Regions from separate parts of the Sus scrofa genome. Here regions 2, 3 and 4 are each linked to region 1. Evidence: chromatin contacts called from public HiChIP or PLAC-seq and promoter capture Hi-C data. All regions are on one chromosome and are shown on one strand. Each heading gives the region's core, a stretch centred on a gene start, on an enhancer-like site or on the middle of the called end of the contact. The rest is flanking DNA. Distances are from core to core; before and after follow the strand shown.

What was found. Promoter capture Hi-C pulls out the DNA fragments that hold promoters and counts their contacts. HiChIP or PLAC-seq counts read pairs in DNA pulled down with a chosen protein or histone mark.
Region 2: a contact with region 1 is called in an H3K27ac HiChIP or PLAC-seq map of alveolar macrophages. The contact joins the enhancer-like site here to the promoter of SMARCAL1 in region 1. A contact is called at or near these places in 2 of 5 promoter capture datasets (fetal skeletal muscle and liver), 18 of 47 Hi-C or Micro-C datasets (alveolar macrophages, blood, embryonic fibroblasts and 10 more) and 1 of 2 datasets of contacts at active chromatin or transcription factors (alveolar macrophages).
Region 3: a promoter capture Hi-C map of fetal liver shows a contact between it and region 1, with 2.8 times the contacts expected there. The contact joins the promoter of TMEM169 here to the promoter of SMARCAL1 in region 1. A contact is called at or near these places in 1 of 5 promoter capture datasets (fetal liver) and 1 of 2 datasets of contacts at active chromatin or transcription factors (alveolar macrophages).
Region 4: a contact with region 1 is called in an H3K27ac HiChIP or PLAC-seq map of alveolar macrophages. The contact joins the promoter of XRCC5 here to the promoter of SMARCAL1 in region 1. A contact is called at or near these places in 1 of 5 promoter capture datasets (liver), 6 of 47 Hi-C or Micro-C datasets (alveolar macrophages, brain, embryonic fibroblasts and 2 more) and 1 of 2 datasets of contacts at active chromatin or transcription factors (alveolar macrophages).

What each region holds. Positions count from the first base shown.
Region 1 is chr15:118,626,102-118,629,848 of Sscrofa11.1, forward strand. It overlaps SMARCAL1 (SWI/SNF-related matrix-associated actin-dependent regulator of chromatin subfamily A-like protein 1), which reads left to right and starts at 1,633. Exons shown (of 21, transcript XM_021076244.1): 1 at 1,633-1,719; 2 at 2,627-2,663; 3 at 3,079-3,728; 4 at 3,731-3,747. The coding sequence starts at 3,137.
Region 2 is chr15:118,280,959-118,284,705 of Sscrofa11.1, forward strand. No RefSeq gene overlaps it. Among named protein-coding and RNA genes, the nearest start is that of MREG, 9.1 kb to the left of the region's middle. Within about 2 kb of position 1,568, at least 4 of the 83 cell types and tissues checked have an H3K27ac peak or open chromatin away from gene starts, as enhancers often do. A contact at or near this core is called in alveolar macrophages, where this site is marked.
Region 3 is chr15:118,334,182-118,337,928 of Sscrofa11.1, forward strand. TMEM169 (transmembrane protein 169) reads left to right here and starts at 1,734. Exons shown (of 3, transcript XM_005672176.3): 1 at 1,734-1,865. It overlaps PECR (peroxisomal trans-2-enoyl-CoA reductase), which reads right to left and starts at 1,705. Exons shown (of 8, transcript XM_021075117.1): 1 at 1,454-1,705. The coding sequence starts at 1,577.
Region 4 is chr15:118,352,968-118,356,714 of Sscrofa11.1, forward strand. It overlaps XRCC5 (X-ray repair cross-complementing protein 5), which reads left to right and starts at 1,976. Exons shown (of 21, transcript XM_003133649.5): 1 at 1,976-2,131. The coding sequence starts at 2,111.

The sequences.
Region 1 (3,747 bases), core at 383-2,882:
CTAATTTTGGTAAATAAAGGCATTTATGACGGGCATCACTTTACTAAAAAAAAGCCAGGAGTTCCTGCTGTGGTGCAACAGGATCAGCAGAGTTTACGAGCACTGATAGGTAAGGATTTTTTTAATAGATCAAAATATACCCATTGCTGTGCTTTGTTTTTCCTAATAGTATGTCTTGGCTGTTTTTCCAAATCCTTAAGTAGAGCTCTACCTCTTTGTTTAAAAACAAAGTGAGTTAAAAACAAAGACAATCATGTTTAAAAACAGATAGCAACACTCACGTGTACCCTGATGATAGGAAATATTATATATTTAAAATTTTTTATTATAATTGATTTACAATACTCTGTCAATTCCTGCTGTACAGCAAAGTGACCCAGTTATATATACATATATTATAAAAAGGATATATATATGTGTGTGTGTAGATATATATAGATATATATATTCTTTTTCTCACATTATCCTCTATCATGTGCCATCACAGGTGACTGAATAGAGTTCCCTGTACTACACAGCAGGATCTCATTGCTTATCCACTCCAAATGTGATAGTTGCATCTACTAACCCCAAACTTCCAGTCCATCCCATTCCCTCCCCCTCCCCAGGGAAATATTATATTTACCACCAATATTTAATAGTGAGTTGATTATGGAATGGAGAGGTGCTGGTGCTCAGAAACGGGGTAGACTGGTTCTGAGAGTGTCAGCCTAATACTTTTCTCTCAAGAGTATGGGCTTCGGAATCAGAAACACAAATAGCCTAACAAGGCTTTGAAAAAGTTAACTGCTCAGGTTTCCTTTCTGTAAAAGAGGATTTGAATAGTGCGTGTTCCATCAGGTTGCAGTGAGGATTAAATGAGATGATTCACATTAGATGTTCAGCACAATGGCTGATGATGGCAATGATGATGACGATATGACAATGACGACAATGTTAATTCTCTTTTTGTCCAGGAAGGTCAGGTCAGGATTGGAACAGCGGGTGGAGCTTAAACTGCAAGGTTATCAGTATCAGGAATGGATGCCCCAAGAAATATATTTTTTAAGAGCTACCAAATCCATCTGCCCGCCTGGGAAGCCCTTTGGAGACAACTCTGACATAGACACTCCAGTTTGGATACCTCAACAACCCAGGCTTTCAGAATCCGGGTACTTGCTAAAACTTTTGAGGGAGCCGAGGACTACACTTCCCAGGGTGCATCATTTCCCCCCCTCCCGCCCACGACGTTGCGTCTCGCCAGGCTCCAGGTTTAAACTACGAATCCCTGCAGCACAGCTCGGGTTTCCCGTCTCATGACTCACTCTTTGAAGCGTAAGTGGGGGCCGCCTTGCCCCCTGGGAAGTGTAGTTCCTCGGTGAGCGACTCCATCACCCCGACCACCTCCCAGGCCCGATTGCTGAAATAAGGCGAGCGAACTCGCAGCGCTCGAGAACCCGCGCCTAACAGTCCACTCGGAAGAGAGGCTCGGGAGGGCTCTGGAGACGCACCTAGCTTCGGGGTCGGCCGCGAATGTGGTTCGCATTATAGGCCTCACCGGGTGAGACGGTTAAACTGGGAGGTAGGTGGCGGAGGCGGACGAGACCAAATGCTTCCCTGCAGCAGGGAGTGGGCCGACCGGAAGGGTGAATCCAAGTGAAGGTGATAAGAGTGGCAGTGGCGTCCCCCCAGACCGGGTGGAACACAGGTCCCAGCAAAAAGAAGAGGGGCGTCCATGCGGTGGGATGGCTTTATGGTTTAGGGCTGATCAAGGGACTTCATCATCCCATGGCCTCGCCTCCCCTGGCTAGTGGAGGCAGCGCACCGGGCCTTGGACCTGGAGCATTTGGGGGCGCCGAAGCGCCCTGCTTGTAAAGTTAGGCAGGAATGTTTTACCCCGGGAGCCTGAGAACTTCAGCCGGGCCAGGGACAAAGCCTTTCCCTAACCGCTTGTTAATTGCTGGTGGTTGGAGGAAGTGGAAGGTGTCGGGATTTGGGGGTTCTGGTCAAAGAGGGTCCTAGCAGAAAGGAAACCTTTTTACCCCAGGCTCCTCTCAGGGCTCCTCCTCCCCCATGTCACTGTTGTAAACATTATGTGGCGTTACATTGAATGGAGACTGTTTCTTCTGAACCAAGCCAGAGAAATTTGGTGTCCAGCGCTCTGGGTCTAGAAATATTGCAGAAGTGGCTCAGCTCATGGAAAAATGACCTAAGAAAATTAATTGGAAAAAAAAAATCAGGGTACAAAACAGAACATATGTAATGATCATATTTTGTAGTAAATTCATCTACCTCCCAAATACATGGCGTGTAACTATGGCTATGAATAGAAAAAATTCAGAATTATACTATAAACTATGAACAGTGATTATTGATAGATGGTGAGATTGCAAATTAGTTTTACTCTATTCTTTACATCTTTTTGTAACATTCGAATTTGTACAATGAGAATATATTTTTTTTCCTTCTTATTTTTCCAAAAGAGTTACTCAATTGCTCCATGGCAGTGAGTTTTAGACAGCAGGCACTAAAGCTTGCACTTGACTAGTTGCAGGCTGATTTGCCAGGAATGGTATAAGGATTGAATTTGAGGGTTGAATTTTAGGGTACAGTCTCTGTGATGCTAATGCTTTTTTCCTTCTTCCAGGTTGGCAAGAGGCTATTTTAGCAAGCATCACGCCATGGTATGTGGTTGTTTTGGTCTATGTCTGTCCAATCCAATATCCTTTCTAGTTTGAAATGTCACCTTTCTCATTATTTGATGGATTTAGGTTGCATTGCATAACTTTCTTGGGATCCGATAACTCATGTTGACTAGTGGATGAGAGGGAGAAAAATATTGCTGTTGAACTACCTTTTCAGCTTTGGATTTGATGACCTTGCTTTTTGCCTTTTTGTCAGGATCATGGGTTTTGGCATATGCTATATACTGTCCGTGTGTGTGTGTGTGTGTGTGTGTGTATGTTTAATTATAAAAGAAACTTTAATATTTCCTTTGGTTGTACTCCTTGTACATTTCGTGCGACAAAAGCTTGTTAAAATCGAGGTAACAAATAAATACATTTAATGTTTATTTCATTACTGTTTTTCCTTCCTCAGGTTTTGCCAAGTTTCTGATAGAAAATTGACATTCCTGTGCCAGCATTTCCCTGTTAAAATGTCCTTGCCTCTTACAGAGGAGCAGAGGAAAAAAATTGAGGAGAATCGGCAAAAGGCTCTGGCCCGTAGAGCTGAGAAATTAGCAGGACAGCATCAGAACACAGGCTCTGGCTCCTCCATTGCTGCCACATCTTCCCAGTCCAAGCAGGGCCCTTTCCAAAACCTCCCCCAGGATCCTTCTAAGTCAGGGAGCCATGGTATCATTTTCAAGCAACAGAATCCCCTGAGTTCAACTAATGGTGACCAGAGACCTCAAAATTCCCCCAGTTTTCAACTCAGTACCTCCGAACAGGCAAAGGGGACATGGAAGAAGGAAGAAGAGGTGCCCACAGCCTGCCTGAGCCACCGCCTACCAAGTCAAATGACTGTCGCTGGGATCTCCCCTCCCTTGGCACACAGTCCTCCAGAGGTCCCCAGCCAACAGCTCTTGGGTTATGCATTAGGTCAAGATCATCCTCAGGCTTCACATGGGACCAAATCAACACCATTTGCTAATACAACTCATGAGCCTTTGGCCGGAGCAAAGAATCCCCAAGAGACAGCAGCTTCCTTGTCTGGACAGCCTCCCAGGGATGCTGTATTGGAGGCAAGATGGCGAGACCCTCTGCC
Region 2 (3,747 bases), core at 318-2,817, 350 kb before region 1:
AGCCCTCAAGTAGCCCTGGATTTCACCATCTTTTCTGCTGCTAATCTCAGCAGGAGGAGACATCTCCTTCCCAGCTGATCAACAGGCCTGGGTCCAATGTTAATTGGCCTGAAATGGAAGCAATTGCTCTTTCAGAGGGAGGGTACTCACACTGAGTCTCTTGTGCACCTCCGTAGTGCTCAAGTGAAGAGGATGGGGGAGACAGAAAAAGGAAGCCAGTTGGACTAAAAGTGGGAGAGTTTCTTAAGGAAAATAAAATGAAGCCACAGAAAAGGGAGTGGATGCTGGTAAGGTTTGTCAATTATACTCAAGAATGGCAGCAGCTGACACACTGGTCCAAACATGGTTGCATGTGCCATCTGGAATGGACAGAAAGCACTCCACAGAGAAAAGCCAGCCCATGGTTCTTTCAGGTCCAATTCAGCAACTTGGAGCATGGAAGCTCTCTACCAGAAGGAATTTAGAACCCCACTGCAGTCCCTAAAAATTTAGACAAGTACTGGGCAAGTTCAGCAACATCTACTCCCTAAACCAAAGAGAAAGACAGAAATTACTTCACTGAAGGAGTTCCCCTGTGGCTCAGTGGTTTAAGAATCTGACTAGCATCCATGAGGATGCAGGTTCGATTCCTGGACTCGCTCAGTGGGTTAAGGATACAGTGTAGGATGTGGCGTTGCTGTGGCTGTGGTGTAGGCCAGTAGCTGCAGCTCTGATGGCTCCGAGCCTAGAAACTTCTATATGTTGTGGATGAGGTCTGAAAAAGGGAAAAAAAAGGAAATTACTTCTCTGATGTGAAGGACCTCTCCTATGAGGGTTTTGGCACAGGCAGAGTTTCTGAAAAGGGTGATCTTAAATCCCTGCATTAGAATCCCTAGGGGTGCTTCCTGAAACTCCAGATTCTAGACCCTACCTGAGATCCTCTGAATTCTAAGCTCAGGAGTGGGGGCCCCAGAATCTGCCATCATATCAGGCTGCCAAGCAAGGCTGGGACTAGGGTGAGGCTAATGAGGTGCTTGGAGTGCAGCAAGTCGAGGGGGTGCTCACTGTGGGGCAGACCCTGCACCTGTGCAACCCTGAGAGTGAACAGGTCCGGAAATGTCACACCCTAGCCCCTCACTTCCCTCACCCTAGCTCTGGCCCTGCTTCTAAGGCTTGGGAATTCTGAAGCGTGCTGTCATAAATTGAACTGTGTCCTTCCAAAATTCCTTTGTTGAAGTCCTAACCCCTAGTACCTCAGAACATGGCTGTACTTGAAGGTGGGGCCCATAAAGAGGTAATTAAGGTTAAAGGAGGTCATTAATCCAACATGGCTGGTCTCCTTATAAGGAGAGGAGATTAATGCAGACACAGACAGAAACCTTGTGAAGACAAAGCGAGAAGATGGCCATTGGTGAGCCAAGGAGAGACGCTCAGAATGAGATCAACCCTGCCGCCACCTTAATCCTGGACTTCCAGCTCCCTAACCATGAGAAAATGGTTGCATTTATGTTGCATAAGCCACCAAGTGTGAGTGCTCTTTGTTATGGCAACCCCAGCAAACTGCACTTGAGAACCAGTGGCATGGCCATTAAGAGCAGGACTCTGGTATCACAGCGCCCCCTGGTGGCTGCAGTCGGGATTAGGTGAGGTAATACACAAAGCACTCCTTTGGTTTCTGGAAAGTAGATGCACCTATAAATGCTAGATATAATCATTGCTGTTAACAAAGCATTTGTTGGTCAGTCAGCTTCTACCCCACCCCTTCACAGTCAAGGGTGACCACTTAGAATTATTCAATTTCACAAATACTTTTTGAGTGTAGACTTTATACACATGCCTCCATGCTCAACTTCTTGGGGAATCAAAGATGAAAAATAAACAGTACTCATCCTCAGAGCACTACCCAGAGCAAAAACTGGAAAATTATGAAACCGAAAGTTTCCTCTGTGCCCCAACTCATCACCTTGCTTCCTGCAACGTGCCTTTCCTTAGCTCGCTCCTAATTTTTCCACATTCAATGACACTGCCAGAGTTCCTGTCATGGCTCAGCAGTCAACAAAACCTACTAGTATCCATGAGGACTCAGGTTCCATCCCTGGCCTCACTCAGTGGGTTAAGGATCCAGCATTGCCGTGAGCTGTGGTGTAGGTCGCAGACTCAGCTCGGATCCAGCGTTGCTGTGGCTCTGGTGTAGGCCAGCAGCTACAGCTCCGACTGGACCCCTAGCCTGGGAACCTTCATATGCTGCTGGTGCAGCCCTAAAAAAAGAAAGACAAAAAAAAAAAAAAAGGCAAAAAACAACAACACTGTGATGCCTAACCATACTCCCATAGCTAACTAACTATTCTGCTATAACTAACTGTACTCCCATAACTACCTAACTGTACTCCCACAGTTAACTATCCTGCCATACCTAACTATATTCCCATAGCTAACTATCCTGCCATGCCTAACTATACTCCTTTAGCTCACTATCCTGTCATACATGGCTAACTGTATTCCCACATCTAACTACCTTCCATTGTCTAACTCTGCTGTCTTAGCTACCAATCCTGCTACAACCAACACTTTTCAGATGCCCACAACAGCCTCAATTCTCATATCTTCAGATGTGATCTGGAATTAGCTCTTTTCCACCTCTGGAAAACCACCTCCCTCTATAATCCCAAATATTCTGCACTCTCCAAAGAGTCGCCATACTATACCTAGCTAAAATTAAACATAAACCTGGACCCATCAGTCATGCGACATTTGTTCCTAATCCGATTAAACTCACTTCCGCAAACGTTTACCAAGTACCTGCTGTATACAAGGTGATATGAAGTCATAAAATAGAATGCATACATTAAAGAAATAATAATACAGAAAACATGACCACCATTCTTATTTGCTATGAAAAGCCCCAAATCTTTGCCCTAACTTAAGCCCAGATCCTACCAATCTGTCAACAGACAACCACAGTTATGCCAATAGATTTTCAGTTTTCCACTCATTAACTCTTCTTCCATAACACTCACAGGGATACATGAACAGGCCAGAACCTTGCAAACTTTCTGCTCGAGTTCTACAGAAGTAAAGGGACCAAGTAAATCTCCCCGTAAAGGTTATATATAAACCATCTTGTAATTCTCTGTGCTGCCACCTGGTGGGTTTCTGTTGTAAATGAACTGCAGTTTCTTCGGAGATGGGGCTAAGGTCCTTTCTATGACTATAAAGTCTACTACTTAAGTCTGTAAACTTCACCTACTCTCCCTTTCCTTGGCGAACTCTCCACAAGGGTCTTCTCTCCATTAGCTCTGCCTGAGCTGTTTTCTATCTAGAAAGGCCTTTGTCACTGCAGGTAGGGGTTTTAAGGAGCCACTCTCCTATCCTCTCACATCTTTCCTGTACACCCCCAAGAAGATGAGGTGTCCTGGTTTTTGTCCACAGGCTACTTGGATCATAAGGACTCCTCAGTTCAAGGGAGACCCAACCTTGCCCAGTTCTCATTATCTTCAGCATCAACAGTCTGAAGTCTTTTTCCTGGAGGCTGAGAATCTCCTCATCGCTTAGCTGATTTTCTCGGGTTTTTCTTTTCTCCCTCACCTGAGTTCTAGTTCTCTGTCTTTTCATTTTTATAGGTTTTTGGTGTGGTGACCTTCTTACAGATAATAGAGTTGTAGCCTCTCTTCTGGTGTCTGCCCCCCTTGTGGCTGAAGTCAGTATGGGAGCTTGCTGAAGACTTCCTGATGGGAGGGGCTGATGCTTGCCCACTGGTGGGTGGAGCTG
Region 3 (3,747 bases), core at 484-2,983, 290 kb before region 1:
TGTGAATTTTCATAGTGTTAAGCAAACTTTAAGAAAGAAAACTAAGAGGTTTGGGAAATAAAGACCAATTTAACAAGAGAAAAAAAAAAATACAATGGCAAGCAAAGACAATTTACATGTTCATTTTAAAAATCTGAAAAATGAGGACAATTTAACCACTTATAATTCAAATCATTTTCAGAAAAAGTAGTTGCCGTTAATATTAAATGTCTTTCCAGTCTTTTCTGCATATATGTTTTTCATTAATGATTAAATTGTAATGTCATCTTTTGCTTAGAATTCTGCTTTTTTACATGGTGTGCACTTGACAACATAAAGTCTTCCATTGCAAGATGTTTAAATAGCAGCATATTTCCTTGTACTGATTTAATCATTGCATTTGTAATGTTTCACTAGTCAACACATATTTGTGCTTGCCTCACCATTTACTAAGAGCAAAGTCCTGAGAGAGGAATTACTAGGTCATACAGCGTGAATACTGTTAACTTTTGGATGTTTTCCCCCAAAGTGACCTCTAGAAAGCTTGTGATTTACATTCTGGCCTGACTTCTCACTTCCTCATCAACACTTTCATTTTCTCCAAGTTTTACAATTCTGTTGGGAAAATAATGGCACCTTTTTACTGTTAGATTTTACATTTCATTGTCCCAAAAGTTGACTATTTCCCCATAGTCAATTTTAGACTAGTTTCCCACTGTCTATTTTTATCTCTTTATTTGAAAGACTTGACCCATATCATAGGCCTATTTTTCTATCAGTGTGTTAGATACTTTCCTTATTTTTTTGTGAGATCTCTTTTATATAATACATTTGTTGTATATTGGAAATGTTTATCTTCATGTGCTTTTAAACTTTACGTTTTTAATTCAATGAGGATTTACATCTTCGTATAGGTAAATTTACCTGTTTCCCCCTTTGCGGTTTCCTTCCTTTTTTATGTGCTTACAAACTCCTGTCTTCACCCATGTTAAGGTAAATATCACCAGAGATTAAAGATGATATGATAGGAGCCTCTCGATATGTTACAACCTTTTCCATTAAATGAAGTCTCCCAATGTTTCCTAATCATTCATCAGGCAATAAACAGAATGAATTGTTTACTTAAAAAACATTTTTTTAGAATGAATTAAGTTTACATACACATTCATAATGAATTCCATAGCAAGTTTCCACAAGTTTCCTTAATTCCCAACTCCGGCACAATACCTTTGGCTCCAAACTTTCCCTTTAGTTTACAAATGGTGGTTAATCATTCAACGCTTCTCCACAACTTTTTTGGAAGAGTTCTCTCTCCTCTATCCCTCGCGGTTTTAATTTCACCCATACCGATACTTTTTTGCTTTGCAACCTCATGCTCCCCTAAGCCTCCGACCCCAGGTTACCCCAGTCTCACAGGATCCCGCCGACCCACCCCCCTCTCTGGGTACCGTAGTCCAGGGCCCAGCTCACACACCCAGATGCAGGAGCTCACTGGTGATGGCCTTTCCTATGCCTGTGCCTCCGCCAGTGACGACGGCCACTTGGTGCTGTAGACAGCCTGCTGCCAGGAAGCTTTTGCCCTTGACCCCAAAGCTCATGGCTGCGAACCGTTAGCGTAACCCAAGCAAATGCTAGCTTAGCTCACAGGATCGCCGCCGCTTAAAAAGTGGATAGGGCTGAGGCCACAAACCCACGTGACCTCCAGGACTCCGCCCCTCCCGGCTCTCAAGTCCTCCCTCCGCCTCCCCCCCACCCTCTCCCGACACCCGGACGCCCCGCCCCGCCCCGCGCGCGGTTCTCTCTGTCTTCTCTGCTCAGGAACACTGCCCCCGGCGGTGTCCTGACCTTCGGCACCCAATGCCAGCCTCTGTCCCGTGGACGTGTAGGTGAGACTCCTTGTTCCGTGTGTTTGCGTATTTGATTTTGATGCTATTGGGGGACCGGGGAAGGAAAGAAGATAAAAAGCGAGAGTGTATTCTATTTTGAAAAATTCAATCCTCTGTGCTATGGCTCTCACCATTAATTAAAATTAAATCTCTAGTGCATCCGAGAAAAGAGGCTGCAGCTCGGGGGCCTTGCTGCGCCCTCCCGCATTGGATGTCGAGCGATGATGCTCTGGTTCCAGCTGCTGTGTGCGGCTAGAAGGGGAAAAAAGGAGCAGCCTCAGCTAAGGGGGAGGAAATCTAGCTTCATCCTCCGGAAGGGATGGGAATGAGCAGGGGGAGGGGGAAATACAGTTGCAGTTATCCAGAGAACCGAGATAATAAATGATTTTAAAAGAAAATTCGAGCCCACCTCCACCTCGTCTCCTTCCCCTCACCCAGGAATAAAGGGAAGAAGCAACTTTTATCAGATTGGAGATTTGCTCCATTTCAGTTGGACTGCACAAATTGATGAGTCCAAAAGAGGATCTTTCCTTAAAGGGTGTATGCTTCCTGCAGGAACACATCTGTAGGTGGGTGTTTGATATCCTCCCTTCTAGTTCATTCCTTATGCAGGGGAGTGAGCCTCTTGAAGACGGGGGAAATTTCTCATGTGTATTTTGGCGCCCATTTACAGTGATTTATTGCTCAAATTCATCTCGCTTCGTACTGGCAATCCACCAGAGAGGAATTATACCTGGACCGACCAGGTGAGCTTTTGCCTGAGAACTTGGCAGATCTAGGGAATGTGTCAAGTGTCTTAACCATCCAGGCAGGATACCATTTCTAAATCTACTGTTAGAGTATTGCATTTCCCCTGCAAGGTATTAAAATAATGTAAAAGCAAACAAACGGAGTCCCTGTTGTAGCTCAGCTGAAATGAACCCAACTAGGATCTATGAGGATTTGATCCTTGGCCTTGCTCAGTGGGTTAAGGATCTGTTATTGCAGTGAGCTATTATGTAGATTGCAGAAGCAGCTTGGCTCTCTCTTGCTGTAGCTGTGGGCTGATTCCACCCCCAGCCTGGGAACCTCCATATGCTGCAGATGCGGCCCTTTAAAAAAAAAAAGCTAAAAAGCTAGCAGATGCCATCATTCTTTTGTTGGGTTCACCACCTAGTTATCATAGAGTGAATTGGAAATGAGTCTCCTTTAGAGTGGAATTAGATATCACTTCCTCTCAGTTCCTCCATCCCCCACCCTCCTCTGATCTGACCTCCTTTGAAAAACAATTAACCCTCCCTCTTTATTGCTGACCGATTCCAGTCTACACTCCTTTCAAGAAGGGAAGCTATGTCTTCTGCTTCCCGTTGGCTGGATAGTTTATTAAGGAATCATTCCTACTACTGATGTTAGTTATTTAGTTATGACCAATTTTTTTAAAAAAATTATACCATCAGGAGTTCCCTTCATGGCTCAGTGGTTCACGAATCTGACTAGTGACCATGAGGTTGTGGGTTCAATCCCTGGCCTCACTCAATGGGTTAAGGATCCAGCATTGCTATGAGCTGGGGTGTAGATCACAGACGCTGCTCGGATCCTGTGTTGCTATGCCTGTGGTGTAGCCCAGCAGCTGTAGCTCCAATTCAATCCCTGGGAACCTCTTTATGTGATTACCCCCCCAAAATTATACCATCAGAAAAGATGTAAATGTAAATAGAAAAGTTCAAAGTGTTGGTGCAAAAAGAATGTAATTCCAGCTAATTTGATCCTAATGACAAAGTATTTTTTTTTAAAACAGGAGGAGAAATACTGACTTAATACTGGGAGGTTTCTTATTCCAGAAAATTCTAGGCTTTCTTTCTTGGAAGGAAGGAACAATTTACATTTTTCCAATTGAAGATAA
Region 4 (3,747 bases), core at 726-3,225, 270 kb before region 1:
TTAGCACAAGGGTAAGGTGTCACTGGAATAATGGAGGAGGGTGGGACGAGGGTGAGGAGTAAGGGCTAGCCAGGTCCAGTTGATGGGGCTCTCCCCTAGTTGGGCTTGCCACCTAGTGGAAGAAGTAGGCTTGTAAACTAATTTCAAAAGGGCTCTGATAGAAGTAGGTAAAAGCCTAGATTAGAGGAAGGAAAACTTAACCAAACAGATCTAAAGCAATCTCATCTTTGCTGTCAGCAAACACCTAAAGGATTTTAGAGAAGAAATGAGAGAGTGAAATACCATACTTGAACATTCTCTCTTAGCTCACAGTTACCTAATCTTCATAGAATATCAGGAAGGAGGATTATGCTTTCCAATTACGCTTTGCAGCCATAATATGCTAAGCTGGGTAAATCATGTCTGATCCAGTATGGTGACAGTGGAGTTTCCAGGCTATTTTGTCCATTGATATTAGGTACCACCCTTCATCTCAGTTCAAGTCCAAGGGGGAATAAAACTCCTGTTCTCCATGATTTTCAATAAAAACAAGGTTCTGAATCTTTAAAAGAGCTAATTTTAGGTGACTTTAAAGTTTTATTGTATCATTCATGGCCATCCAGGGCTTAAGTTTTATAATGTTGCAAAAGATTAATGGCCAACACAGTTTTCTCTTCTTCAGTTAATTCAATTATTAACACAAGCCTGTTGAAAAACTTTCTAGGCCTAAGATGGAGACACTCCTGCCAAGAGCCATGTCAGCAGTCCAAAATTTTTTTTTTTTTTATTTTCCCACTGTACAGCAAGGGGGTCAGGTTATCCTTAGATGTATACATTGCAGTTACAGTTTTTTCCCCCACCCTTTCTTCTGTTGCGACATGAAGCAGTCCAAAATTTAGATCACTTTTGTGACCCTATAAATGCTCTACTTGACCAGGAATGCAGTGCAATTGTCTCTGGCATCAGTGGGGGCTTGATCCTAGGACATCTGTAGATATCAAAGCCCATGGATATAGATAGATTTTTCTGTGCAAAGTTTAGCTTGGACCTGACTCCCTCAAATGGGCAAGGTCTGCAGGCTAGACAGCCAGCTTCCTTTGAAAGGGGACTGTGAGACTGTCAGGCACCGTAATTGATAGCTACCACTTCTAGGATATCTCCCTAGATTCCTCTTCTGAAAGTAAACCTCACTTCCTTCCAAACTAGAAACTCTCCAAAGAGCAAGAAATGGCTATAGGTTTGGAGCTGAATAGAGACAGAGAGTCCCAAGCATTGAGGCTTCAAGTAGGTTTATTGATCAGCTAGTGGCCAGGAGCACTGAGAGAAGGCTCAGGCGTTTTTTGGGGCTGGGAGGTGGTAGGTTTTATAGGGCTCTTGGCTGAAGAAAACTGTGTCAAGATTAGCAGCAGGCTACATGGGAGGTGTAGGAGGAGAAGATGAGAAAGTTCCAAGATAGGGTGTGCATTGAGGATTAACAAAATCAAAATGTAGTCAGGGCAATCATTGTTCAGGAACTGCCAATTCTTGGTAAAATAAGCAGGTCTGAAGTTTGGTTTAATCTGGCTCCAAGACAAAGTATTGGGATATCTTTAATAGCTGCTGTTTCATGCCTCCAGGCCTTTATGCGTGCAATCTCCTCTTCAAAGAAGAATGCTCTTTCCACTTTCGATTGCCCGAAAAACTGCTTTTCCTTCAGGATTGGTTCTAAAGTCATCGCATCTGTTAAACCTTTCATTACTCCTCTTTTTAAAAGAAACATGATTTTAGAGATGTTCAGTGATTTTCTGGATTCATGTTCATATTCAAATCAATCTAACTTCAGATCTCTAACACAAAACGCTGGAGTTGTTAATTCTCAATGTGAGAAAAAGAAAGTGTATCTTTCCAAGTCATTCCCATCAACCCACTTCTTGAGACTTGCTAAATGCTTGGGCTTCAAAGCTCAGCCAGCGAGCAAGGAATGGAATCTGCGCATGCGCAGAGCTTCGACGCACAGTTTCCCCGCCCTTCCCAGGCTCCGCGGGAAGTGGTTCTTCCCGCGAGCCTCCAGCGCCAAGGCCGGCGGAACAGAGTTTCAGCGCCGCGGTTTCCGGCTCGGAAGAGACTGCTGAGGCGCTGGCGGGCCAGCAACATGGCGCGGTGGGGGAATAAGGTAGAAGGAGCAATAGGTTTGGGCCTTGCCTGTGCTGAGGGTCTGGAAAAGGTGGTTCGGAGGCAGGAATCACTGGATCCAGGCGGTTCTAAGGAGCGAGGAGGGGAGATGGTGGTGGTGGGCTGGGTCAGGAGGGCCTGGTCGCAGGATGCGCGGAGAAAGACTGGGGATTTGGAGTCTTAAGATGGGAATTTGAGCCTCGCCCGCTCCCCACCCCCACCGCTTTCTCCCCACGGGTCCTTATCCTGCCTCCCATCCCACGCCTTCTCTCCGCAGCACTATCGCAGCCTACCCCAGACTCCTCCATTACTTCGGAGCCTGAGTTAAAAAAAAAAATCTGTGAAAGGGAGTACCCCTCCTGGCTCAGTGATTAGCGAATCTGACTAGGAACCATAAGGTTTCGGGTTTGATCCCTGGCCTTGCTCAGTGGGTTAAGGATCTGGCCTTGCGGTGAGCTGTGGTGTAAGTCGCAGACCGGCTCGGATCCTGCGTTGCTGTGGCTCTGGCGTAGGCTGGCAGCTACAGCTCAGATTAGACCCCTAGCCTGGGAACCTCCATAAAACTTCAGAAAAGGGAGTGTAAGTAGAATAAATGGAAATATAAAACTATAGCTTTACCTCTATAATAGTCTAATATTTCCACCTCTCTAATAATCTAATATTTCCATATTTATTCAAAGCTTACTCTGGTGAGTCACTGATCTAAATGCATTATTCCTGTCTCATTTAATCTTCACAACAAACCCATGAGCTGAAGATTTATATCCCCAGTTTACATGGGAGAAATGCGAGGCTTAAAGAAAGAAAGGTGATTAGCCCAAGATCACTCAGTCCACAAGTGGTAGAATGTGATTTGAACACAGGCTTTCTCTACTTTTAGAGCCCTGGAATTCAAAAGACTCTCTTTTGTTAGGAATGAAGGTATAATCCTCAGTGTCCCAGATTAATAACTTTATGAATTTTAGAAGTTTTTTCAGTGTAGGCAGAGAAGGGTAGTTCTCTGAAGGGTCTCTAGAGGGAGGTGTGTTCCAGGGAGTTGTTAAATCATCCATCCATCCAAAAAGTAGGCCTTTAACTAGGCATCCTACAAATGAACACGGTAGGAGTTTGAGCAGCTGACTCCTAGTCCCCTCATAGGGAAATACTGGTTAAAATGATTGCAAAAATATGCCACTCACCTCCTTTGTACCTCTTTCAGCTCTAATGAAGCAGCTGTTTATAGCAGGTAGACTTGCAGCAAAATTCCAATGGCTTGTATTGCTTCAGTGTATAAATGGAGAGTTGTGGTGCTGCCCCATTTCTTTTTCCTGGTTTTCTACTGCTGCCAGAAAGGAACTTGAGGTATTGCATGAGGTGTTCTGCTTTCAGATAAGAGGTTCCATACTGTGAAAACCTTTGGTACCTTTTTTTTTTTTTTTTTGGATACCTGATTATTCTCGGCAAAAGACCTTTAGGCCTCCGATTTAGAGTTTTCTGGCTTAAAAGTAGCTTTTATGAACATAAATAAATGCAGCACCATATTTGGGGACTCTAAAGATTTTTATGCTCAGCCTTGAAATGAGTTTGTGAATTTTATTGTTCTCAAAGGAATTTTGGAGTTTATTACTACTCTTTCTC